Regions from separate parts of the Rattus norvegicus genome. Here region 2 is linked to region 1. A link is a contact called in public Hi-C data. All regions are on one chromosome and are shown on one strand. Each heading gives the region's core, a stretch centred on a gene start, on an enhancer-like site or on the middle of the called end of the contact. The rest is flanking DNA. Distances are from core to core; before and after follow the strand shown. Region 1 holds the start of Cfap20 (cilia and flagella associated protein 20). Region 2 overlaps Kifc3 (kinesin family member C3).

Evidence for each region. A called contact is a pair of places that touch in the nucleus more often than the background predicts.
Region 2: a Hi-C map of liver shows a contact between it and region 1, with 1.9 times the contacts expected there. The contact joins the enhancer-like site here to the promoter of Cfap20 in region 1. A contact is called at or near these places in 1 of 12 Hi-C or Micro-C datasets (liver) and 1 of 1 datasets of contacts at active chromatin or transcription factors (oligodendrocytes).

What each region holds. Positions count from the first base shown.
Region 1 is chr19:9,612,751-9,618,593 of GRCr8, reverse strand. Cfap20 (cilia and flagella associated protein 20) reads right to left here and starts at 3,616. Exons shown (of 6, transcript NM_001399181.1): 1 at 3,307-3,616. The coding sequence starts at 3,390.
Region 2 is chr19:9,900,687-9,906,529 of GRCr8, reverse strand. Kifc3 (kinesin family member C3) reads right to left here. Exons shown (of 21, transcript NM_001401191.1): 4 at 1,021-1,159. Among named protein-coding and RNA genes, the nearest start is that of Katnb1, 43 kb to the left of the region's middle. Within about 2 kb of position 2,954, at least 4 of the 93 cell types and tissues checked have an H3K27ac peak or open chromatin away from gene starts, as enhancers often do. A contact at or near this core is called in liver, where this site is marked.

The DNA.
Region 1 (5,843 bases), core at 2,367-4,866:
AGATAGATTTAGCACATATCAACAAGATTTATTAAATTAAAAGTCAGAGTCTAGGGCCAGCAAAGTAAGTAAGATAAACCTTATTGCAGCCAAGTCTGATGTCCTGAGTTCAATTCTTGAACCCACATGGTGAAAGGAAAGAACTGACTCCTAACTCCTATAACTGGTTCTTTGACTTCTGTGGGCATAGGCAAGAACATGTACACACACACACACACACACACACACACACACACACACACACACACACACACTAAACAAAAATGTAGTGACTTTTTTTTAAACTTTGGAGAGGGACTTTATTCTTTCCTAAAATGAGAAACAGGGACCCAGGCATCATGACCACTTAACAAGATCAACAACAGACTCTGATAAAGTCACATTCCATGGAGAAACATCAGCAGCTGGGAGGAGAGAAGAGAGAGCAGAACTCACAAATCAGTCTGATGGGCTTCTAGTAGCAACACAAGCCAGTCCCATGGACTTCCAGCGCAGCAGCAAAGAGGACTGAAGCTCATGCAGTACAGTGCAGGATGAGGAACACTCTGTTTTTTATTTTTGTTTTGAGACAATAACTCACTAGGTCACCCTGGTTAGTCACCCTAGGACTCGCTGTATTCACCAGGCTAGACTCAAACTCAGAGACTCCTCTGCCCTTGCCTCCTCAGTGCTGGGATTAAAGCTGTACCCACCCAGCCCTAACATTCTTAATAACGACAGTCGGATCTGGTGGTTCCAGAAGTCAAGCAACATTAAAGAGCCTGTTGAGGGGGCTGGAGAGATGGCTCAGTGGTTAAGAGCACCGACTGCTCTTCCTGAGGTCCTGAGTTCAAATCCCAGCAACCACATGGTGGCTTACAACCATCTGTAATGAGATCTGATGCCCTCTTCTGGTGCATCTGAAGGCAGTTACAGTGTACTCATATACAATAAAATAAAATCTTAAAAAAATAAATTTATAAGAGCCTGTTGATTCTTTCTGAGCTCTTGGTCTGAAAACCAATAAAGATTTGTCTCAGATCTTAAGTAAGTCCCAGCGTGACAAGGAGGATGCAGAGGCTGGGAGCTGACAAACTGAGCCTGCAGGGCCAAGGCAGCACCAGAGGTACTGCTTCCTCTGCACTGAGCCGGAGACCAAGGAAGATGTGGGTGGACTTGGGGTGAAAGCCAGCACCAACCAGTGCGGGAGGTTTTACACTGCAGAGAGCTTCATGGCCTTCACATGCAGGAGTCTGTTTCTAAGGAGGGGCCAGTGAGTGAGCCTGGACAACTAGTTAGACAGATGCCAGCCATTAGAGGTTTGGGAGAGGAAAAGCCAAGGGACGATGACTGCACCGTCTTAATTTCAGAAGCCTAAGCAGATGCTATACCCAATCCTTCAAGATTGTTGTTTTATGGAAGCCAAGTAGGCATTCTCTCTGTGCACAAATGCAAAAGTCAGAATAGTAAATATTTGTGATATCAAAATGGAACCCAAAATAGTCCTCAGTCAGTGTGTAGTGTCTACTGGCAAAGGGCCAAGCCACGTGTAGGTAACAGACAGCCCTATCATCCTCTACCCTACAACCAGACCTTACTTCTCAGGAAAAGGGCAGTTCCCCCTCAATTCTGTATCCGTAGACAATGCCTGTCACTCAGGTGTTGCTCAGTAAATCCCTGATAAACATGATCGATAAACATGACCAGTTCCCAGGGTCTCCTTGACTGGACTGTTCCCAGTTACTGGGAACTTCATAACTTAACTCAGGAAAGGCCTGAACACAGCAAAGCTAACCTGGAGGCCGAACTTCCCCTCCATCCTTGCCTCCTCTTGCTTCAACTGGAGAAAACCTCTCCCTTAAATGCTAAGTCTGTCAAATCCAAACAAGAGTTGGAAACATAACTAATTTCTTTCCAAAATGTCTGTTTAATTTGCTCCATGTAACTCTGCTCCAACAATGTTTCTTACGTGTTTATGTCATCAGGGTACCATTGGCCCTTTAGAGGCGTTGTTAAGGGACACAGCGAGCGCACCATGGTTACTCTGCTTTCTCTGCCATGTGTAAACATGGTGACCAGTCAAAAAGTCGGGCTTGAAAAAAAAAAATAAACCACATCTCAGATCAAAACCAGGGGGGAAATGAATGCCTCTGAGAGAAGCTTCGACACTTCTCTCCCATCGTAACTGTCCAGATACCAAGCTGGTGAGCATCCTCCTCCAAACACTGCCAGGTGGACTTGCTCTGGGTTCTCGGTGCAGAGGTCTGATTTAAGAACTCCTGATGCTTCATTTCAAAATGAATAAACACTCAGGAGAATGGGGGAAGTTAAGGGTCTGCTTCCTACGCCATACTCTTGACATAACTCTGGCTATGGATCTGAAAGAGTTGGTCAGACTGCTCACGTACCAAAGGCCAGATCTTGTTGAGCTCTCAACTGACTTGGCCAAATGACACGATACTTCCAACAGGCTTCTCTCAAAACTGTCCTCAGAACACACGACTCTCTAGCAGTGACAAGCTGAAGGCAAGTCAGGTACTCTGTCAACCACTATGCGCCTCAAAGCCCTCCTCTGTGAATTAGGAAAGACACTGCATTGTTCTCGTTCCACTAACAATAATCTTGACTTATTCCACCCATTCTATATACATCTCTATGAACACCACCTCTCTCCATCTTCCCCCGCCGAGGGCAGAACTAAAGCTACTCCCTAAATCACCTGGCTTCCGCATTAGAGTGCCCACTTTGTATTTAAAAAAAAAAAAAAACGAATCTTCACGAGAAAAGAAACGCCAAGGCATTTCTGCTAGCTCTTAACATCTCCAAAAGTGAGCAGGGAAGGCCACCATCTCATGTGGCAAACGAAGATACCATCCATTCCAGAGGACGGCTAGATAAAAATACGGAGGCTTGACACTGGGTCTGCACTTGCGGCTCTTGAGAAGCCTCTAACAATCACCTTTGTGCAGTTTTCGGAGAAAGCCGGTACAGGAGGAACAGTACGGACTCTAAGTTAAAGAAAGCTCGCAGCCAAGTTCCAAAGGTCAGGCTATCGGCGGTCAATGAAATGGAGGGGGCTAATGAATGAGACCGGAACACCTCTGGCTTGGCCGGTGCTCAGGATGCCCGGGAAAGAGGCCCTCTGTCTAGAGGGCAGCACAATGCCTGGTATCAGCGAACACATGCATGTCTTTCATCAAAGGACTATGCGTTTCAAGCTAGGCTGTGGACCCTGCACCCATTCTACTGACCAGGAAGCCGAGGCTCAGTAGCCACACCATTTCGTGGGCGGCGAGTGCCCCGCCCACACCCCGCCCCATCGCTCACCTTTTTGTCCCAGATCTGCAGGGGCTTGCTGCCGATGCTGTAGAGGATGGAGAGGAAGCCGCTCTGGAACGTGTTCTTGAACATCTCGCCAGCCGCGGCCCCGCAGCCGCCCTAGGCCCGGGACTGGAAATCGGAACCGAACGGCGAAAGAGAGAGGGTGCCGCCGGTCCGAAGGAAGGACACTGAGCTGCAGCCACTGACGGCGGGAAGCGGCGGATCCGCAAGCCTCGGTGAACACACAGCCACCTCAGCACCGAAACCACAGCAACTGCCGCCCGCGCCGCCAAGCCTGCCTGAGAGGAGGCGGAGCGCCGCCGCGGCCAGCCACGGATCCCTCCGCACGCCTGGGCCCGCCTCCCGGAGGCGCATCACCCAGTCCTACCGCAGAAAGAGCGGTTTCCGGTTCCTTCCGCCCTTAGGCCCGCCCCTTCCTGCCCCCTCCGGAGCGGAACTCGGTTGCCAAGGGACTATTCCCCGCCCCTCCCCACTGCAGCCGAGACTTGCTTCAGAACAGCGGAAGGAGACGTAAGAAGTTACCGCACGTGTTTACAGTGCCTGCGTGGTGTCATGGGAACCGGGAGGCGTGTGGAGGGGTGGAGTCACGCCAGACACCTCCCCTGAAGGGCGGGAAGAGTAAGGAAGGTGGCTTTGTGCCAAGTACAGATAAGCATTACCCTCGGTGTGTTGATGCCAGACTTTAATCCTAGCACCGGATTTAATCCCAGCAGAGGCAGAAAGTTCTCTGTATTTGAGGCCAGCCTGGAGTACATAACTAACTCCAGGACAGCCAGGACTCGGAGACACCCTGTCTCAAAAAACAAATGTGGGTTGGCCCAGGAGAACAGGAGACAGAAGAATGTGTAAGCTAATGAATCAGTATTGAGTGCCCTATTTACATCATCATCTTTAGTTATCAAGTCACGGTGAGTGAGACGATGTGAAAGCAATACCCTGGGGAAAACATCTCTTTAAATGCATTGATCCGAAAACAAGAAAGCCTGAACATTAAGATATAAGCGAAAATTGGGCTGGAGAGATGGCTCAGCGGTTAAGAGCACCCGACTGCTCTTCCAGAGGTTATGAGTTCAATTCCCAGCAACCACATGGTGGCTCACAACCATCTGTAAAGAGATCCGATGCCCTCTTCTGGTGTATCTGAAGACAGCTACAGTGTACTTATATATAATAAATAAATAAATCTTTAAAAAAAAAGATATAAGCGAAAATTAATAAAAATTAAACACAATTGGACTGGTCCAGTTGAACCAATAGCTGATTCGGGTTTTTTGTTTGTTTGTTTGTTTGTTTGGTTGGTTGGTTGGTTGGTTTTTTTCTTTTTTTTTTCGGAGCTGGGGACCCAGGGCCTTGCGCTTGCTAGGCAAGTGCTCTACCACTGAGCTAAATTCCCCAACCCCAGCTGATTCGTTTTAAAGAGTTTGAAGCAAAGGCAATCACTTTAGCAATTTTAACGATCATAGTTGCAAAGTTTACACGTTTACTGTGTGACAGGTATAGGCAGCGCCTTACCTTGCATTAACTCACTCAACCCTCACACCAGAACTTTGAGTACTCCAGCCAGAATTTCTAGATATCGTGAAAAATATGTGAATCTATTACTGTATAAAAATGAAACTTGTTATATGGAATTTATTTTTGCATGATATCTGGAGATTCTTTATGTACTCTAAGCCAAGTGAATAATTTATAACTTGTTTTTAAGTTGTTCAGAATATCCTCAGGAGGAAAACGATTCAACATAAGAAAGAAATGATGGCGTATGAGTTTCTATGGTGATTTAAATGTTGCATATAATTAACCACTTGATATCTTAGAAAAAGTAAGTTATTTCTAGAAATAATTCACCAGTACTAAGTCTGGAAATAGAAAACGGAATGACTAATAAATAATTAAGGTAATAACTGAACTCCTCAGGAGGTTCTGAACCCTGTCTCATGGCTTTTTTTTTCTGATTAATGTAATACAGATTATTGAGGAAGCTATAAAAAGTAACATTACAGTCACTCATAATATCACCATTCAGAAATAATTGTATGCCTCTGTATATTGTCCCCATGGCTACCTGCCCAGTCCTCCTTAATCTGCCCTCATCCCATCACATATTAATGTGTGCAGACAGCCTCAGAGGCTGTGGTTGCTAAGATCCATCCTCTGGACCAGTGCGTGTGGAATCCATCACTGTCCTCCCAGCCAGGCATCTGCATTTATCTCTCCCCTCCCCCAGGAATGGCCATCTTTATACATCTTCCCCTTAAAAACCCGGATGAGAACTTCTTTGGCTTGTGTGTCTGCTCCAGAGTTACTAGATAGGAATAAACACGGTCCAGTTGGACCGAATGGCTCTTGCAAATCATGTAGCCATTGACGTTCCCACAGACAATGCGTATAGTGACAACCATTAGTCTGCTTTCTAAAATTTGCAGGTCTGAACTATGTACATGTTGTTTTGGCTTATTTTTTTCACTTTCTGACTACTATTAGGCTGGCTCATCTTTTCATAGGCATTTAAAATTAATTTA
Region 2 (5,843 bases), core at 1,705-4,204, 290 kb before region 1:
CAGGAGTTGAGTGGAAGCTGCAGAGTCATGGGTAGTGGAAGAGACACTCTTGAAGAAGCTAAGGGAGGACTGAGCTAAGGGAAGAAGGGAGGAGAGGTGAGGCCCAAGGGTGCTTGAGCAGGACAAGCCCCTGCTGAGGAAGCTACCACCTGACAGGTCAGTTTCTAGAGGCATGGACCACGACAGGGCCCAGAGCTCAGGTGCTATGCCTGAGCTAGGAGGACCTAGCCTTCCTTCCTCTGGGCTTACCCCACCTAGCTGGCCAGATGGTAGCCATTTTGAAAACCTGACTGCCCATTGCTTACACACCCTATGCCTGCCCTGAATCTAGATGGACCAGGGCTTGTACACAACAGGCACTGGTTCAGATTCAGAGGAGGGAGGGACCTCCTCCAGCAACCCCAGCAAGTTCAGACACACAGACTCTGAGAAAACAGCACCTCTCCCCAGTACTCCTGGCCTTGCCCCGAGGCTCCCTAAGATGTTCTCTCCCTGTGTTCACTGGCCAGTACTTTCTGCTGAAAACCCAGAAGACAGCAAAGGAACCTGGAGAACCTTTGAAAACCAGTTAGTTCTAGGTGCCCTAGTGGTCAGGGGATAATGGAACTGCAGGCTTAGTTTTCTCTGCCTGGAGGGAGGGAAACGAGTCCCTGACCTCTGGATCCTCTGACCGGAACAGAGCCAGGCCTTTGCTGAAGGAACTGGTGGCGTCTGCGAGGCTGCTCCTGGGCCCTGCTTTAGGTAGGTACTGGGAAAAGACAAAAAGAAGGGAAATCCAACCCAACCTCCACTGGCCAAAGTCTTATCACTGGGTGGGGCCCTGGTGGCCCTGGGACAAGGGGCAGGACAAGAAAGAGGACAGACACATGGCTGTCCATGGATCTGGACGAGGCTGGTCGGAGTCTCAGGTTCATGTCAGGTGGCCAGCCTGGCTGAGCCACTTCCAGCTGTGGGACAGAGTTCTCCCTCCTGCACTCGCTCAGCCAGAGCGTGTCAGACAGTGGGGCTGACCTCCTTTACCTGGTTTTTCTACATTCATGGTACCACCAGCTTCTGGGGCCTCCCGGTCCCGCCTGGGGGCCGGCGCCTGCCTCTTCGGGAGTCTGTCTTCTTTCGTCCCCTGACTCTTGCTCTCGCACCCCTTGTCCTGCAGGGCCTGCTGCCAAGACACAACCAGAATCCTCTCGTGAAGGGACTGCACTGAGGAGAGACCCTTGCCCTGGGGTTGTGAGCACTCTGGTCCCAGGGCCCAAGCACTGTCTTCACCAAGGAGGTGTGGACAAAGAGTCTTGCCTGGAAACCGGAGAAGTCAGACTAACATCCTACAGAAAGATGACAGTAATTTATTCTTGGGTGCCACCACAGTCAGTCTCCACACCGGTAAAAGGGGTTCTAAGAACCTACGTCCCCTAGATAAAGTCTGTGCTATCCCTTCAGGCTCCAGGGGGCAGCAACATGTGAGCAGCATTCTCCTAACGAGCCTTAATGCAGGTGGCTGTCTTGTCCTGCCTACACACGGCAGTCTTAGGGCCACTCCCCCATAGTGTCATAGTGTCGCCTGCTGTGACACCTTGGTAGACAGCTTCCCACCTAAGGATGGCACTCCCAGAACCAGGAGGCTACACACGAGTCCATCTGACCAGGAGAACGGCCACTCTGCTTCTTGCATGCTGTGTCCCATGGGGCTATCCAGGGGCAATGCGACCCCATGTCCTGGTCAAGGGACTGAGGCAAAGGTGGCTGGGCTGGGGCAGGTGAGTGGAGGGGTAAAGTGGGGCACTTCATTTGGAGAAAGACGCCAAGCAAGGGTCCAGACGGTGTGGGGAACGTGAACCCATTTAAGGGTAATAATACACAAGACAGATGAAAGGTGAACTGGGAGCTCACAGGCAGCGGGGTCTGTGTGTGCGCTTGGTGTGGGGCTGTGCGCACACAGAGACCCACGGACACGGAAACAAGAGCAACTTAAACCTGGGGGATCGAGATAAACGTCACAGCCGCAGAGGAGGATCTGATCAGGAAGGGCTCCAGGTCGTTCTGGACCCATCTGAGGCTCGACTGTTTTACCTTAAAGACACGGCTTTGCTGTGCTTGTGTTCACAGGGCATCTGGGAAAATGCCTTTCTGTCTCAAGCCAAGTGTCAATCTTGTTCTATTTTATTTACAGGGCCTCATGCTGTAGCCCTGACTGGTCTGGAAGCTGCAGAGATCTGTCTGCCTCTGCCTTGTCACCACTGGAACTAAAGGCTTGTGACAACATCCCAGGGCCAGGCGCCACACCTTTTCTTTAATGCTTGGTACAGGGAGGGTAAAGCACAGAGACAGCATGTCATCTGTGTGCTGTGTGGCTGTAGACAAACTCTGCTCCCTCTCTGAAGCTGTTTCCCTCCCTTCTCAGTCTAATCAATCTCTGCCCTCTAGTGCCAGTGGGCAAACCAAAGGCAACACCAAGCAAGGCATGCTTCAAGTGCCTTAAAGAGGCACGGATAGCTACCATCAGTTTATACTTTCTCTGACCTACACTCTAACTTTGAGCATCAAAAGGCCAATCAAAAGAATTGCAAGGGCTGGAGGGATGGCTCAGTGGTTAAGAGCACTGACTGCTCTTCCAGAGGTCCTGAGTTCAATTCCCAGCACCCACATGATGGCTCACAACCATCTGTAATGGGATCCGATGACCTCTTCTGGTGTGACTGAAGGCAGTGACAGAGTACTCACATAGATAAAGTAAATCTTTTAGAAAAAGAATCGCAAGAGTGAAAATCGGCCCAGCAGGTGCCTAGTCAGCCACATCCTCAGCCTCTTCCTCCCTCCATCTCTTGTATTTAGGACATTTCTCCTCAGCTTAATTCTGTCCCCGCCCTTCAACCAACTGCTACACTATCTCCTGCAGGCTGGGGGAGGTCGGGGTGGCAGGGATGGCGACAGTTGGAAGTTTCCATTTGCCTTCAGGCAGGAGCAAAGGTTACTATTTCTGGGCTGCTGGCTGAAGCACAGAAAGGGGGCTGGGAATTTCTGCAGCGTCCTGGAGGTACCACTCGGTCTTTAGTGGCTGGAACAAGGCTGGACTGACTGAGTCTGTGACCTACAGGTCCTGCCCCTGTGCTTGGAGCACACTTCGGCACACGTCCGTCCGTACCCATAAGGCAGAGCTCTGCAGGGCCGGAAGGACATGAACTTGGAAGCTGGTCACTAACGGCTTCTGAATGGAGCGTCAGTAGAACTGCTGAGCCCAGGCCTCCGTAGCAGCCACAGCCCAATACCCCATAATCAAAGCTCAAGAACAGGGCCACCACCCATCTGAGCTGCAGCTCATGACCACAGCCTCCCGATTTAACTTCCCTCTGGTTTCCTTAACTGTTGTCTTACCAGACCCACTCTCCTGGAAGACTTCACTAAAGAAACAAGTATGGTCAGTTCAGTCCTCAGAAGAATCTCACAAGAACCAAGAGACATGTTGAAACATAGGCTGTCCCTTAAACACCATCATCCCTGGGGTCCTGCCGAGAGCAGCAGCCCTGGACTGTATCCATCTGCTGGAAAGAGGATGGCTCAAAGGTGTGCGTTTCCCCCAGCACCCATCCTGCTAACCACCGGCACTTGCCTTTACTCCTGGCTCTTGGAAAAGGCAGGATGTGTGTGAGTGTGTGTGTGTGTGTGTGTGTGTGTGTGTGTGAATCAGAAGCTGGTTTATTCCTAAACCCACAGCACGTGGGAACAGGAGTATCCTGGCTCTTGGAAAAGGCAGGATGAGTGTGTGTGTGTGTGTGTGTGTGTGTGTGTGTGTGTGTGTGTGTGTGTATCAGAAGCTGGTTTATTCCTAAACCCACAGCACGTGGGAACAGGAGTATCTGGTGTGAGCTCCACATCACCTAGACTACAGAGGGAGTCCCTGTCTCAAAAATATAAAGAAGACTAGAGGATCATGAGTCCCGTCTCTTAGGGGAATCTGGACAACACCCCCAGATAACCCAGGAACTTCATGCTCCCAAGTTGTGTGCCTGGTGCTCTCCTGTTTGTAGTCACGCCTGCGAGGTCACTGGTGACTCTCTGGAGCCTCTACTGGGCTACTGCCCCGTATGTCCCTTCTCAGCATCCATGCCCAGTCTAAGGATGCAGTGGCACAAAGCGGCCAACAGCAAACATCGTTCAGCAAACACACATATTAAATACTAATACGGGAGGCTGAAGAGACCACTCAGCAGTTGAGAGCACTGGTTGCCCTTCCGGGGGGACCCAGGTCCAATTCCCAGGACCCAGATGGTGGCTTGTGACCGTAACTCTCGTCTGAGCCGATCTGATGCCCTCTTCTGTCCTCTATAGGCAGCAGACATACCCGCAGTGCCCAGACATATGCAAATACCCATACAGGTAAAAATAAATCTTTTAAAAGATACACTAATGCAGGCACTGGAGAGATGGCGCTCAGCGGATCACTTATCAGCGGATTAGAGCACTTGCTGCCTTGGTACCCGGGTCCAGTTCCCAGTACCCACGCTGGAATTCATGTTGGTAACTAGTTCTACACACGCATCAGAAGATTCGCTGACAGTCTGTAGAGAACCTCGGATCATTTCCCAGCATCCACGTGGTATCTACAAGGATCTGATTCCTTCTTCTGGCGTCCTCAGGCAGCAGGCACCAGGTATACACATGTGCGTATACATATACGTGGGCAAGCATCCATGCACGCCCAACTAATGCACATGCCTTTAATCCCAGCACTTAGGAGACCGAGCTGGCAGAGCTCTGTGTCTGAGGCCAGATGGGGCTAAATAGTGAGCTCCTAAACTAACAAACTAATGTGGGCCGGCGGAATGGCTTGGTGCGAGAAGGCGCCTGATGCCCGAGTTCCCATCCCGGAACCTACGCAGGAGGAGGGCTGACTCTCGCAAGTTGTTCTCTAACCTGCACAGGGACACTGTGCTGCCCCCACACCCACACGTACACACAATCGTGAGACCAACGTCATGACTTGGACGTCAAAAGAGCACACTGTGGTTAGAGATAACACACAGGGCAGACGAGGATTTGACCATCACCGCCGTCATCACCATCATCGTCATTCGGTGGTGATGGGGTGAGCCGGCCAAGTGCTTGGTGCTACGAGCACACATGCAGCCCAGCTACAGTTTATAGGGGGGATCTTAGGTAGAACATGATGCAGTGGTGAAGGGAATGGACAGTTCTACACGACGGCCGTGAGGGGAACAGTGGGTCATAGAGTAATGTTCATGAGTAAATATAAACACCGTGCGGCTGATGGTGGTAAAGTAAGGCAAGTCTGAGGGTGAGCCTTTCACAGTGGACTTGCAGAAGGGCCATGAGGGACATTCAGCTTGTAGGGATTGTACTGTGAATTCTTTGAATTCTTTGCACCATTTGGGGTTTTGTTTGTTTGGGGTTTGTTTATTTACGTTTGAGACAGTTTCTCTAGGTAGCCCTGGCTGTCCCGGAACTGGCTCAGTAGACCAGACTGGCCTCAAACTCAGAGATCCGCTGCCTCTTCCTCCCTTAAAGGCATGCACCGCCACCACCGTCGCCTTTACATTTTTTTACACTTCTGCATTCCATGTCTGTTTGGCAGTTCAGATCTCAGTCTGCTGTGTGACCAGCAGGAAGTTACTCAACCTCTCTGAACTCAGAGCCTCCATGTTCTCGTCTATAAAACTCATAAAGAACAGCATCTTTCTGTTGAGACATGAGAGCTAATGCCTGTGTCCTTAAACAGTGTTGAATAAAAGCTACTAACTCTTTGTATCATTTGTACAGTCAAGTCTACCTCCTACCCCAGTGTACAGTAGGCATGCTTGTTCAAAGTCGGTGACAACTGAAAGGAGAAG